Regions from separate parts of the Mus musculus genome. Here regions 1 and 3 are each linked to region 2. Evidence: chromatin contacts called from public promoter capture Hi-C data. All regions are on one chromosome and are shown on one strand. The core of a region is the stretch at or near the end of the contact, and the rest is flanking DNA. Distances in the headings are between cores, read along the strand shown. Region 1 holds the start of P3h3 (prolyl 3-hydroxylase 3). Region 2 holds the start of Ncapd2 (non-SMC condensin I complex, subunit D2). Region 3 overlaps Lpcat3 (lysophosphatidylcholine acyltransferase 3).

The links. Promoter capture Hi-C pulls out the DNA fragments that hold promoters and counts their contacts. Capture Hi-C pulls out chosen DNA fragments and counts their contacts.
Region 1: a contact with region 2 is called in a promoter capture Hi-C map of pancreatic islet. The contact joins the promoter of P3h3 here to the promoter of Ncapd2 in region 2. A contact is called at or near these places in 4 of 39 promoter capture datasets (the C10 cell line, liver, macrophages and 1 more), 2 of 115 datasets of contacts at active chromatin or transcription factors (embryonic stem cells and pancreatic cancer cells) and 4 of 9 other capture datasets (adipose tissue, embryonic stem cells, liver and 1 more).
Region 3: a contact with region 2 is called in a promoter capture Hi-C map of the C10 cell line, with 4 times the contacts expected there. The contact joins the enhancer-like site here to the promoter of Ncapd2 in region 2. A contact is called at or near these places in 4 of 39 promoter capture datasets (the C10 cell line, neutrophils and pre-B cells), 3 of 115 datasets of contacts at active chromatin or transcription factors (the SCID.adh cell line, embryonic stem cells and pancreatic cancer cells) and 2 of 9 other capture datasets (adipose tissue and liver).

The regions. Positions count from the first base shown.
Region 1 is chr6:124,854,990-124,858,990 of GRCm38.p6, forward strand. P3h3 (prolyl 3-hydroxylase 3) reads right to left here and starts at 2,728. Exons shown (of 15, transcript NM_013534.5): 1 at 2,207-2,728; 2 at 955-1,107; 3 at 92-287. The coding sequence starts at 2,698. It overlaps Gpr162 (G protein-coupled receptor 162), which reads right to left. Exons shown (of 5, transcript NM_013533.4): 5 at 3,455-4,001. The coding sequence ends at 3,680. It overlaps Gm32404 (a long non-coding RNA gene), which reads left to right and starts at 2,818. Exons shown (of 3, transcript XR_378023.2): 1 at 2,818-2,931; 2 at 3,018-4,001.
Region 2 is chr6:125,189,784-125,194,003 of GRCm38.p6, forward strand. Ncapd2 (non-SMC condensin I complex, subunit D2) reads right to left here and starts at 1,803. Exons shown (of 32, transcript NM_146171.1): 1 at 1,715-1,803; 2 at 1-125. The coding sequence starts at 106. It overlaps Mrpl51 (mitochondrial ribosomal protein L51), which reads left to right and starts at 2,417. Exons shown (of 3, transcript NM_025595.3): 1 at 2,417-2,650; 2 at 2,733-2,843; 3 at 3,440-4,220. The coding sequence starts at 2,572. The coding sequence ends at 3,636.
Region 3 is chr6:124,697,857-124,702,272 of GRCm38.p6, forward strand. Lpcat3 (lysophosphatidylcholine acyltransferase 3) reads left to right here. Exons shown (of 13, transcript NM_145130.2): 2 at 214-321; 3 at 1,383-1,489; 4 at 2,151-2,244; 5 at 2,385-2,422; 6 at 2,817-2,995; 7 at 3,613-3,721; 8 at 4,380-4,416. Among named protein-coding and RNA genes, the nearest start is that of Emg1, 12 kb to the right of the region's middle. Within about 2 kb of position 2,500, at least 115 of the 459 cell types and tissues checked have an H3K27ac peak or open chromatin away from gene starts, as enhancers often do. A contact at or near this core is called in adipose tissue, embryonic stem cells, liver and 1 more, where this site is marked.

The DNA.
Region 1 (4,001 bases), core at 1,478-3,977, 330 kb before region 2:
CCCAGATGAGCCTTAGGCTGTGCGCAGTCCTCCTTCGGTCTTCCTCAGACATCAGAGCTCTCCCACAGCACACGTCCAGCCCCTCCCTCACCTGCAATGGCTTCATACAGGCCTCCCTGGCTCCCTTCTCCCTCTTCTTCAGCCCCTTGGTGCTCCTCAGGCCCCTCACAGGCAGCACGGCAGCTCTCCATGTGGGCCAGGCTCCCCTGCAGGGCCTCCTCTAGTTGGGGTAGAGCCAGTGCTGCCTCCCGTTGCTCCAGAAGCTCCAGGCCAGTGTCATAAGCTGCCTGTGGGGACATGGGACACCTAGTCACCAGAGATTAGTGGTGGTGGGGAGGTACTAAATAAAACTGGGGGTGGGGGGCATGGTGACGGGCTGGAGAGATGACTCAGAGGTTAAGAGCACTGCTGCTCTTCCAGAGGTCCTAAGTTCAATTCCCAGCAACCACATGGTGGCTCACAGCCATCTGTAATGGGATCTGATGCCCTCTTCTGGTGTGTCTGAACACAACTACAGTGTACTCACATACATAAAATAAATATATAATTCTTTAAAAGGGGGGGGGGCATGGTGACATATGCTTTTAACCTGGCACAAAGGAGGCAAAGACAATCGGATCTTATTGACTTGGAAGCCAACCTGGTCTGCATAGTGAGTTCCAGGCCAGCCCAGGTCTACACAGTGAGACTCTGTTTCAAAAAGAAAGTTAGGGAGGTGGAAAAGAAATGAGCTTATTTGGAACATGGAAATCTGTATGGTATTTCATACACCCAGAGGAAGAACAGGTGTGGCCTCAGAATCAGAACGCTAGAACGGCACACTTTAGTGATCACTGAGGAAACTGGGTGCTAGGGAAAGACTCCTCACCCAGCGCCACCGAGGAGCGGTACCCAGATATGCTCAAACTGCACAGGCTGGAGTTGGCAGATTTCAGCCAGCATTGAGGACCTCACCCAGTATAGGGGCGTCACCAGGTCCCGGAAGCTCTGGGGTCGGATTGCAGACATCCTTCTGTACTTAGCCATGTCTTCCCGCATCTGCAGGTGTGTTGGGTTTGCCACAAAGAAGGTGTGTGCTGCAGAAGCTGCCAGGTCCAGCTTCTTCAACTAAGGATCCAAAGAGATGAGATATGAGAGTCCAGAGGGGTGTGCGTGTGCATGTGCGTGCATGGGGTGGTGGTGGTGGTGTGTGTGTGTGTGTGTATGGTGGGTGGGGGTGGGATTTTGGACCTCTGTCCTTCACCAGCCTCCCCCAGAGCCTTATGGCAGCCTAGCCAATCAAAACTGGAAACCACCAGATCCCTCGGGAGCCAGAATGTTGGGCTCCCCAGGACTCTGGTACAGAAAGGAGATATGGAAGCGTCAGAGTGGGTGGGCCTCGGGCTGAAGGCCCCAGGATCTCTGTTTTGGAGACAACGAAATGAGAGGCTCAAGTAGATGGGGGAGGGGCGGGGGAGCGGGGAGACCTTGAATGACGAGAATCTGCAGGCCTCTAGGACCCTGGGCTGAGGTGTGTGAAACTAGAGCCCCTCCCGCCTCCAGCCACGTAGGCATCAGCTACCATTCTGGAAACTGCACACTGTCTACTGCCACAGACCCAGATTCCAGCCTCAGCCGTACTTCCTTCTGCAAACTAGCCCCGCTCCTTCAACCTTTCCGAAGCTCGATTCTTCCCCAAGAGAAAGCTCCTACTCAAACGCCCACTCCTGAACGAACACATGCACTCTCTCTGCCTGTCTCTCTCTCTCTGTCTCTGTCTGTCTGTCTGTCTCTCTCTCTGTCTCTCTCTGTCTGTCTCTGTCTGTCTGTCTGTCTGTCTCTCTCTCTCTCTGTGTGTGTGTGTGTGTGTGTGTGTGTGTGTATGGTTTGGGGCACCTCTCCATCTGCTCTTCGTATCTGAAAGGTTGCATTCATTAGCCTAGACCCGCTAAAATAAAACTGCGGAGCCCTCCCAACATATTCGGTCTACTCCCACTCCTCTTCATTCCAATTTGACACGTTCTCCACGCTCTCTCTTGACCCTCCCTCTGCGGCCATCGCAAGTCCTGGCCACGTTTCAATGGTACCCACACAAGAGTAGAACTCCGTTATCCGCCCTCCAAGGCTCCACCCCCGAGTCCGGGCGGCGAGCATCCCGCCCTCTCCTGGTCAGCTCCCAGTAAGACAGTCAGTAGGCTTGGGGTAGCACCCTGGCCGGCCCCCGCACCTGGTAGTAGGCCCTCTGCAGGTAGTTGTAAGGCTCCCGCCGGCGGAAGGCATCCCGCAGCGCGCTCCCCACGCGGAGCCGCGCCGCGCCCCCCGGGCCCAGCCTCCGCACCGCGCACTGGGTCAGGCACTCGGCGCGGCGGAGCGTGGCGCGCAGGAGCAGCGGTTCCCAGACCCCGGGCCCGGAGACAGGATGTGGGGCTCCGAGGAGCTGGGAGGGGAGCGCGGCGCCCGGCTCGGCCGCGCAGCTCGCCCCGCACTCCTGGCGCGCGCGGCCCAGCGCCGCCCGGCTCCGCAGCGCCTCTCGCAGCAGCGCCACTGCGGGCGCCCAAGCCCCGGCCGAGTAGGCTCGCAGCCCGTCCGCGTAGAGCAAGTCGGGGGCCTGGGGAGGCGACCCCGGTGACAACTGAGCCAGGCCCGGGGGCTCGGGAGGCTCGGGGGACCCCGGGGGAGGCAGCAGCAGCAAAAGCAACAACCGCAGGAGCCGGAGCATGGTGCCAGAGTCGCGGGCCCACCGCCGAAGGGAAATGCGGAGACGGGAGGGAGGGAGGGAGAGGAAGGAGGGGGGGTAGGGGGAGGAGAAGGAAGGAGAGATGGAGAAGAGGAGGGAGAGGAAGAGAGAGGGAATGAGTGATGCCAAAGAAACCTGCTGGATTTAGGCCTGCCCCTGGGAAAACCGAAGTGAGACGGAGTGAGAAATCCGAGGGACACATGGGTCTAGTGTGGGTAAGAAAGGGAAATGGAGAAAGAAGGGTGAAATAGGGCTCCTGGCCTGTGACGTGGGGGTAACTTCGTTTCCGTCCATCCTTGAGTCCTGGAAAAGGATTGTGGACGCCCCTCACACGTTCATCTACCCACGCTCCTGCCAACCCACCATGTGAAGATGGATTTTCGAAACGCTGCCTGGAAGAGGGTGACTCCGTGTTTGGGACACCAATTCTGGCACCAAAACTTTTCTACTCAGAAACTGAGCGCCCAGACGCATTTAGGGGAGATGGGAATTGAGTACTTTTTACTAATTTAAGCAAAGATCCTTCCCATTCAAACTAACACACTCTAGTGTCCCTTGCTCCACCCCAGGATCTTACGCTCCTACGCCCATTTCTCCTATGTCTGTCTGCGTCGTATTGGGCCGTCTCTTTCTATACCTCTTCCCCCTGCCCTTTATCCGGTTTGTCCTCTAGCCACTTTCCCTCGCCCAAGCCACTGACCATTTGCCCCCCCTCCCCGCAAACGCTGAACATCAAGGTTTCCACGGCAACTCAGCCTTTTAATACATTTTGCTAGGGGTGAAGACGGGTGCGTTGGGTATCTGGTCACTTGGATGGGAGAGAGCTGGGGCTCTAGAGCCCGGATGTAGGCCCCCCCCCCCCCATCTCCCTGGAGGCAGCTGCCATAGACTCAGGGCCAGGATGAGGCATACTCACTCGCTCGTGCCTCCCCCCCCCCTCCAGTGAAGCAGGCCTATGCGGCCTCACAGGGTCAACTGGGGGAAGATGGGGTTACCTGGCCCCCAGGGTCTTCCCCAAGCCCTTGAACTCCCTTCGCTCCCGGTCAGGGAACAGCGTCTTCCTGCACTTAACCCCAAAGGAAGTCCAACGGCTCGGCTATCCGGAGACCCAAGGGAGAGCCGTCGAGGTGAAAAACCCAGTGGTCTAGGCCTACGAGGAGAGGGTCCTGGTGACGCAGTTGGAGAAGGCAGAGGTGTCTCATCGATGAAGGTGGTGATCTCCTCCCGGAAAAAACCGGGACCTCGTGGGGGTCCCCCACCCGACCCCAGAACCCCACTTTCTAGA
Region 2 (4,220 bases), core at 553-3,052:
GCTTGACGGGCAGCACCTCCCGGACAACGTACTGATTCACACCTCCACTTTTCAGCAGCTCCTCTGGAGATAAGGGCAAGTGGAATTCAAAGTTGTGGGGAGACATCTTTCTCCCCCTGGTTCACCTAGAAACCAAACAGCAAAAAAAAAAAAGGCATGGTGTAAATCTACCAGTGTGTCATCTTTTGATTATGTGACAAGAACATTTCTACTGAGTCTACCCCAGGTTCAGTTCAATATAAATAAAATATATATTTTTTCAAATGTTTTTCAGTCTTATAACAGCTATATGAATCGTCTTATAAAATATAAGATCAGAGCCGCACAAAGTAACACATGCTTATATCTATGTCCCAAGTCCACGGGAATCAGTAGGATGGAGTTCAAGGCTAGTCTCGGCTACGTGGTGTGGGCTGCAAGAGATCTTGTCATAAAACACCCTCCCCTGCAAACCCTCACCCTCAATATAAAAGCAACTCTAGAGGAGAATAATTTTTTCCTTTAAGTTTTATTGCATTCTGATGAGAAAAGATACATAATTTCAATTTACCTGAATTTGTTACATATTTTGAGTAAATAGACTTACATCACATTCTTCTTTCCCTTTTGTACCCCAACTCCTCCCAGAGAGTCCCCCCTTTCAAAACCTGCAATACCTTTTGTTTTTTATCATATTCTTTAAAATTTATAAAATAAGCTGGGCGTGGTAGCACACGCCTTTAATCCCAGCACTCGGGAGGCAGAGGCAGTTCCAGGACAGCCAGGGCTATACAGAGAAACCCTAACTCAAAAAAAAACAAAACAAACAAACAAAAATATATATACATATAATATTGTAACAATAACAATGAGTATTATAAAAGTTGTGTGATATAACACAACAATCAATTGAACAGTCTTATGCAGATGTTTGTCTACAGCAATACTGAAAATACATATGTTTTTCTCGGTATAAATTTTAAATAACTCCAAATATATTAACTGTATGATATTTTAAAATAATATATCACTATTAGTTTTTTAAAAATCAACACAAATAGATCAAGTGAGCATAATTCTTATTATTCTGACACTAAGTCATTGAGTCTCATGGTCTCTGTAAAATGGTGTTGCTCTGGGGATCAAAAGAATCAAGGGATAAAAACTAGTCAATAGCCAGGGGTGGTGGAACATGTGTATAAAGGCAACATTAGAAGGCTGAGGCAGGAGGACTGCTGAGTTTGATGTCAGCCAGGACTGCAGTGAGGCTGCAAGGAGTACATCTCAACAACAACAACAACAACAACAACAACAACACAACAACACAAGACAATACTAATGAACTATTAAGTGACAATCAGTGTATACATACAGACTTATTGCTTCCATTTTAAAGTGAAAAAAATCCTTAAGAAATATTTTACTGAGCATTGGGGTTCCAGCCCAATCAATGGAATGGAAGGACATTAACTTCTACTTATCCTGTGCCTGATTTCAGTCTCATGGGGTGCAGAACGAAACAACCAAATTTACACATTGGGTAGTAAGGCTATGCGATTTTGCCCACACCACACATTCAGATTCTGATCTGTCAGACACACAGCCATACTGGATCTCAAGGGCATCCCTACCAGACCGTCGCTCCCGACCGCACTCCGGCAAAGGCTGCGTCACGTCCTGGACCTGCTTTTTCTCAACCTTTCCCTTCCCAACCTTTCGCACTGCCACATCTCACCTGGACCCCGCGACACCCCTCACCCGCCGCTTCTTCAACCGGAGAGCCCCCTGCTGAAAAGGAAGGAAGAAAACAATAGGGCAGGATACGCGCCAAACAACGAGATGGTTTTCAAGCTAGCGGAGGAACCGGCCAATCCGCGGCAGGCTGAGACGGAGACCCGCCTCAGCGCCAGGCGTCGCGCTCGCGGAGCCCGCAATTCCCTGTTCAAACCTCAACGGCTGCCAGGAGGCCAATCGCGACAGAGGCTGGAGAAGCCAACCAATCACAGCCCCGGGGGCGGGGCAAGCGGGCGAGGGGCGTGGCCCCGAGTCTGCGCTTTCCCGGCATCTCTACCGTAGTCGGCTAAGCATGGTCACCCGTTGTCTCTCCGCGGGCCGCCTAAAGCAGTCCAGCTTTTAACCATGTGGCGCCCGGCCCTGTACACTCCGGGAATATACTGCCCCAGCAAAACTCAGCTTGCCGTAGCGCCAGGCTCCCGTCCTCCACTTCCCTCACAGTTGAGGACGCGCAAGGGACAGGAGAGAGCTTATTTTAACGGAATTTCGGTTTGGGGGCGTCCTTTCCTGCGACAACAAACACCGCAGCGGTTCCATTCTTCCAGGGGCTAAACCGGAAGTATTTGACTGGACGCGCCTCACAGGCCGGAACTTGGAGGGCGGGGCTTGTGGCTGTGCGAGCCACCTTGGGATGACTCCCTAAGCTACCTGGGTAAGGCCCAAAATGGCTCCTCTTACTGTCACTACCGTGTGAGTCCCGCCTGGGACTGTAATCTGTGTCTTGGCTTTGGAATTCACACCCGCTCCCCATTTTTCCGGCTGGTTTGCTGCCCCTACTGAGGCGGACAGGCTAGAGTAATGGCAGGGAGTGTCCCTTGGGCGGCAAGTAGGAGACTGTGGGGCTGGGTGCCCTCGGCATGCCGAAGCTTCTCTCTGGGTAAGTGGCTTAAGTGTAGTAGGACGGCCGGCTAACGGCTTGTCACTGGGCAGTGCTGATTCATGCTTCTGTCCTTCCCTAGGCGTCCCACGGTTGGCCTTCGTAAGGCTCACTCTTCCACCTCCCAAAGTGGTTGATCGCTGGAACGAGAAGAGGGCTCTGTTTGGCGTCTACGACAACATTGGAATCCTGGGTAGGACGCGATTCCTGGTTTCTGAAGGATTAGTATGCTCTCTTGACTCTTTCGGTTTTATTTGTGGAGAGAATAGTAATGTGCCCGGGGCAAGCCTGGGGGCACAAACCTGTTACACGGGAGATGAAGCCAGGCAAGACCAGTCTGAGATGCGGAGAATAGTGAGGAGTGCGGGACTCAGTCTCACTAACACAGTAGTGGGCAGGTCTGAGGGCCAAAGCGAGTAAATGGGAGTGTCAGTATTTGAACCCAGACATTTCTGGCTGCAAAGTCTTTACTCCTTTCTTTCTTTCTTCTTTTTTAAATAAGATTTTTGTGTTTTCTGAATGTGTACCGTGTACTGCTCAAGCAATGCCTGCAGGTTCAGGGTGACTTCCTAGAACTTCCCTTTCAGGCAGTCGTGAACCTTCAGTTGAGAGTGCTGGGGAATCCTTTGGAAGAGCAAGTGTTACAAAGACTCTGTCCCTTGTACTAGACTGGTGTGTGCCTTGTCTGTCAGTAGTTCTGATCAGGGAGATGAAACTGTGTTGAAGGCCTAGTTGGGCTAGGCTGACTTCTCTTCTCTTGAAACTAGTATATATTCTGTCACGTTACAGGGAATTTCGAGAAGCACCCAAAAGAACTGATCAAGGGCCCAGTATGGCTTCGAGGCTGGAGAGGAAATGAATTGCAGCGTTGTGTCCGAAAGAAGAAATTTGTGGGAAACAGGATGTTCATTGAGGACCTGCATAACCTTAACAAACGGATCAGCTATCTCTACAAACACTTTAACCGACATGGGAAGTACAGATAGGACGGGAAATGTGTCACCCTGGAGAAGGGGAACAGGACTTATCCCAGCAAGGAGAGAGCTTTGTGTGCTCGATGTAATAAAAAAATGGGGCTCCTTTGGAATCTGATATGCCCAGTGCTACATTTACTCATGCACTCTGACGTCTGCCTCGTTCCTAAGTCACATGATCTTTTGTTACTATTACTTACAGCCCAGTTATGCTTGTGGCCTTTATAACAATCATTTATTGCTGGCACTTTCTGACACTGGCACCTCGTGTAAGTTTTTAAAGAATTTATTTTTATTTATTTTATCTTATTTTTTTGTAATCTTGGAGCTGAAACCCAGGGACTTGCTCATTCTAGGGAACTCTGCCACTAGCCGCCCAGGCCCTTGGAAGTGTAGCTGCTATTTCTAAAGACTCTGCCACCCCAAAATGAACTAGGAAAGTGAAATTACACTTTGTACTGCTCTTATCAGTTATAAGTTAGGGAACTTGTCTGAGTACCACAGCATTTCCCATCCTCTTGAATAGGGCAGTTTTGTGGAGGCTGACCTTGAGTCATGCCCAGTTTTATGAAGTGTTAAAGATCACACCCAGTATT
Region 3 (4,416 bases), core at 1,250-3,749, 490 kb before region 2:
TCCCACATAAGAAGGAGAAAGCAAAGTTGTGGTCTAACACTGTAGCATGAACGCACCCACACCTATACATCTCTCTCTCTCTCTCTCTCTCACACACACACACACAGAGAGAGAGAGAGAGAAAGAGAGAGAGAGAGGTTTTTTAATCCTGGTTTTTTCCCTCTCTGATGTCAGCAGGCATGAGTAACCTCTTCCTCTTCTCCTCCCATCTAGGCTACCCGTTGGCTCTGTTTTACCGGCATTACCTTTTCTACAAGGACAGCTACCTCATCCATCTCTTCCACACCTTCACGGGCCTCTCAATTGCTTATTTCAACTTTGGTAAGGGAGTGGGCTCAGCAGGGATGCAGCCATGAGAAGAAACCTGGGGAGGGCTGGACCAGGGGGAAATCCCTGAAACAAGCTCGTGTGTGCTTTAGGAAGTGTTAGCTCTTACAAAGCTTTCATCTTTACAAAAAGAGTACTCAGCCAATAGGAACACAACTTCATTGTGCTTTGGTTTTGTTCTGGGAGTCAGGAAGACGGCCCAGCAATAAAGGGTATTCTCTTCTGAAGGGCCCCAGTTCAGTCTAGCACTCAGGCCAGATGGCTCAAAACCACCTGGGACTTCAGTTCCAGGGGACTGAGGCCCTCCTAGCTACACAGACACACACATGCACATGCCTACATACACTCACACACAGGTGAATAAGAATAATTATTTTCAAAGATGTGGAAAAACAGTAAATTAAATAATTCATAATAAGGTAACATATCAAAACATCACTTGGTACCCCCGTAAGTGTGTACATTTTTATGTATCAGTTAAGAAGTAAATTTAGCGTTTGGCATTATGGTGCACACCTTTAACCCTAGCACTCAGGAAGCAGAAAGGGGCCAGCTTGGTCTATGTAATGAGTTCTGGGCCCATCAGGGCTACATAGTGAGACCCTGTCTCAATAATTAATAATAATAATAATGACAATAATGATAATCAGGGTTATTTAGGAGATGGCGAGGTGGCGCAACAAGGAAAGCACAAGCTGCCAAGCCTGGTGGCTTTCCCACCCGGTGGATGAGGATAACAAACTTTCTCTAGTCGCCCTTTGACCTCTGCACTTACCATGGCACACCTACACTTAAAGTTTATTTATTTTGAGACAGTGTCATGTAACCCAGGCCGACCTTAATTGTGAAAAAGGTCACCTTGCTCCTCCTGTCTCTACTTCCCAAGTGCTAGGTGGCAGGCCTGGTCCAGTCTAGCTGGGGATTGAGCCCAGGGCTTCCTGCATGCCGGGCAGGTGCTCTAACCACCTCCAGTGCTGCATACTGTGTCCTCTTCTGGGAATCTCAGGAGGAATGGGCACCACGGTCCTAAACGCTGCTCTCTTCTCTGCACCCAGGCCACCAGTTCTACCACTCCTTGCTATGTGTCGTGCTTCAGTTCCTCATCCTGCGACTCATGGGCCGCACCGTCACTGCCGTTATTACTACCCTTTGCTTCCAGATGGTAAACTTTTCTCATAGCAGCTCAGGTCACATCTGACAGGAGGTGTGGAGAGGGGCAAGGCAGGGGGTGGTAGCACAGTGACCGAGGAGACCTAGCTTGCAATCCCTCCGCCCAACACACAGCATCTGACTGTGGGCAGGTCACTCGGCACAGGCCTTAGGCAGACTGTAGCAGTAACTCATTACTGGCCTCCAGTCTATGCCAGCAGGGTTCCTTGGTTCTCACCAGTTAGCCCAGCTGACCATGAGTTACAACCAATCTAGACTGAGCTGCAGAAGCTGTGCAGGCAAATGTCCATCCAATGCCCTAAGCAAGCCATTCCTCTGAGGTGGTAACGCCCCTGTTTGTAGGATTTGTTTCTTTATTGAGATGAGGCTCACTCTGTGACCAAGGCAGCTTCAAACTCTATAGCTCAAGCTGGCTTCCATCTCTCTCAAGTGCCAGGATTCTAGGTCTGCACCAGCAGGCCTAGCTCATAGATAGGAAGGACCAGAAGAGAGGAAAGGGGAAGGATTGCAGAGCCAGGGGAAATGAAGTCAGACATGGTGGCACAGGCTTGGAAGGCTGAGAGGAGGGTTGTGACTAGGAGGCCATAGACTGCCCCCCAAAAAAAGGAGGGGGGGTGGAATGTGAACGATGGTGAAGATGCCCCCTCTCCTAGGCCTACCTTCTTGCCGGATATTACTACACAGCCACCGGTGACTACGATATCAAGTGGACAATGCCACATTGTGTCTTGACACTGAAGCTAATTGGTAAGTGGGAAGAAAGGTACTGTCTTCCTCCTTTACAGGTGGGCCCCTCCCCCACAGAGCCAAAATAAACCATACTGATGTCATGCTCCACAGAGCACGCCCTCATGTCTGCCCTCCCCTCCCCTTCTCTCTTTGCTCAGGGCTGTGTATTGACTACTACGATGGAGGCAAAGACGGGGTAAGTGTCCACGCTGTCAGAGGATAGGGACTAACCAGCGGGAAGGGGAAGGGCTGCTCTTACCAAGACCGATCCCCACCAGGGCAGAGCCTCTGCCTCATTCCCTAGCCTATGAGCTGTCTTCCAGCTGGGCAGGGCCGAGCCAGGGTAACTTGTCCAGGCTCCAGCTCTTGCACAAAGTCCAGAGATGAGTGCCAGCAAGGCATTTGTCACCACAGCCACAGGCAGCTGTTGGCTAAGCTACCCCACACATTTTCCCATGAAGCAACCTTCTACCTCCCATCCCACACTAAAGAGCTCCAGGCAGTGGGGCACAGATTGGAATGCTCAGAGGGAATGCCTCTGGGGTAAAATTCAAGGCTATCCTGAGCCGTACATTCTATTCTTGGCATAGAATTCCTTGACCTCTGAGCAACAGAAATATGCCATACGGGGTGTCCCTTCATTGCTGGAAGTTGCTGGCTTCTCCTACTTCTATGGAGCCTTCTTGGTAGGGCCCCAATTTTCAATGAACCACTACATGAAGCTGGTGCGGGGACAGCTGACTGACATACCAGGGAAGATGCCAAACAGGTAATCACACCGCCCTCCCTCCCCCCGCGCCCCCCCTTGTCAAGACCTCCATGTAGGGATTCTACCTAGTACAATCACTCTAAAGTGACTCTCCTAAAGGTCAGCCCTAGCACAGTGGCCCGATTGTCACAGTGTCACATGGACAATGTCTGCCCCAGCCGTTCAAGCTGACCCTAAAGCACACATGTTTTGCCCACAAGTTATGCTCCTCCCTTCAAAGCTTCCTCATAGAGGGAGACCCTGTTCAATATACAAAAATGTACACAGAAATATATACTTAAGAGATAATGCAAACGCCGCTGGAATGCCTTCACTGGGAACCTGTCCTCCTGTGTGCCAGCGCGAATTGAGATTGCTGGTTGTTCTGCACATGGTTGTTAGCCTTACCACTGACAAGTTCTGGGCTCAGTAGCTCTGAGGGTTAAAGCCTCCTGCACACTGCTCCCTCCTGCCCTCTCCTGTAACTGGGGTTTTCGAATAGCCAAGCAGAGAAAGCTGTCTCTCTGGGAAACAGCCCGCAGCCGTCGCCACACCCTGACATGCTCCTTTCCGTGACTACAGGTCAGAGGGTGAAGGGCGATGCTCTGCTGTCTGTGACCCCACTTGTTCCTTTCCAGCACCATACCTGCTCTCAAGCGCCTGAGTCTGGGCCTTGTCTACCTGGTGGGCTACACCCTGCTGAGCCCCCACATCACAGACGACTATCTCCTCACAGAAGACTATGATGTGAGTGTCTGTCAGCACAGGAATGTGACTACTGCCTCACACAAAGGGATAAGCAGAGAGCCCTGTAGATGGCAGACAAGCGCCATCTCAGATGTGTGTGGGGTTTTGCTAGTCTGTGAGAGTTGGTGCCACCCAGGCTAAAACCTGCATGGACAAACCTTGGGCATGGGGGGGGGGGAGCTCCAGGTGTACTTTTGCACGCCTTGCCCTCCCTCTCCCCCCCCCCCCCAAATAAGCTCAAGAAGCTCTCCCTTAGTGTTGTGACTTGGAGTGCTGCATCAGGTGGCTTTTTTCTTAAATTGACAGACTTAGGGGCTTGTCCAGAGGTGGTGCTTCGAGAGGAAAGCTGGCTTTTGCCACTTCCCCTGAAAAGCTCACAGGAGCTCCCCGTCATTCTGGGTAGATTTCTCTGCATTCCAGACTGTGCGGCTGGCTCTGCAAGGCCCCTCTGCTGACAACAAACGCCTAGGCCGTGCAGAGGAGGTGGATGCATATTGGCACCTCTTGGCTGGTTACAGGCAGGTGGGGGCTAGGCTGCCGTGGCACACGTGACATCAGAACTGATAGGAGTGGAGGAGCCATCCGCCAGTTTGAAGATATCTAGGGGACTGTGCCATGCCCGTACCTTCCCTAATGTTCCTGTGTTCTCTTCTTCAAGAACCGCCCTTTCTGGTTCCGCTGCATGTACATGCTGA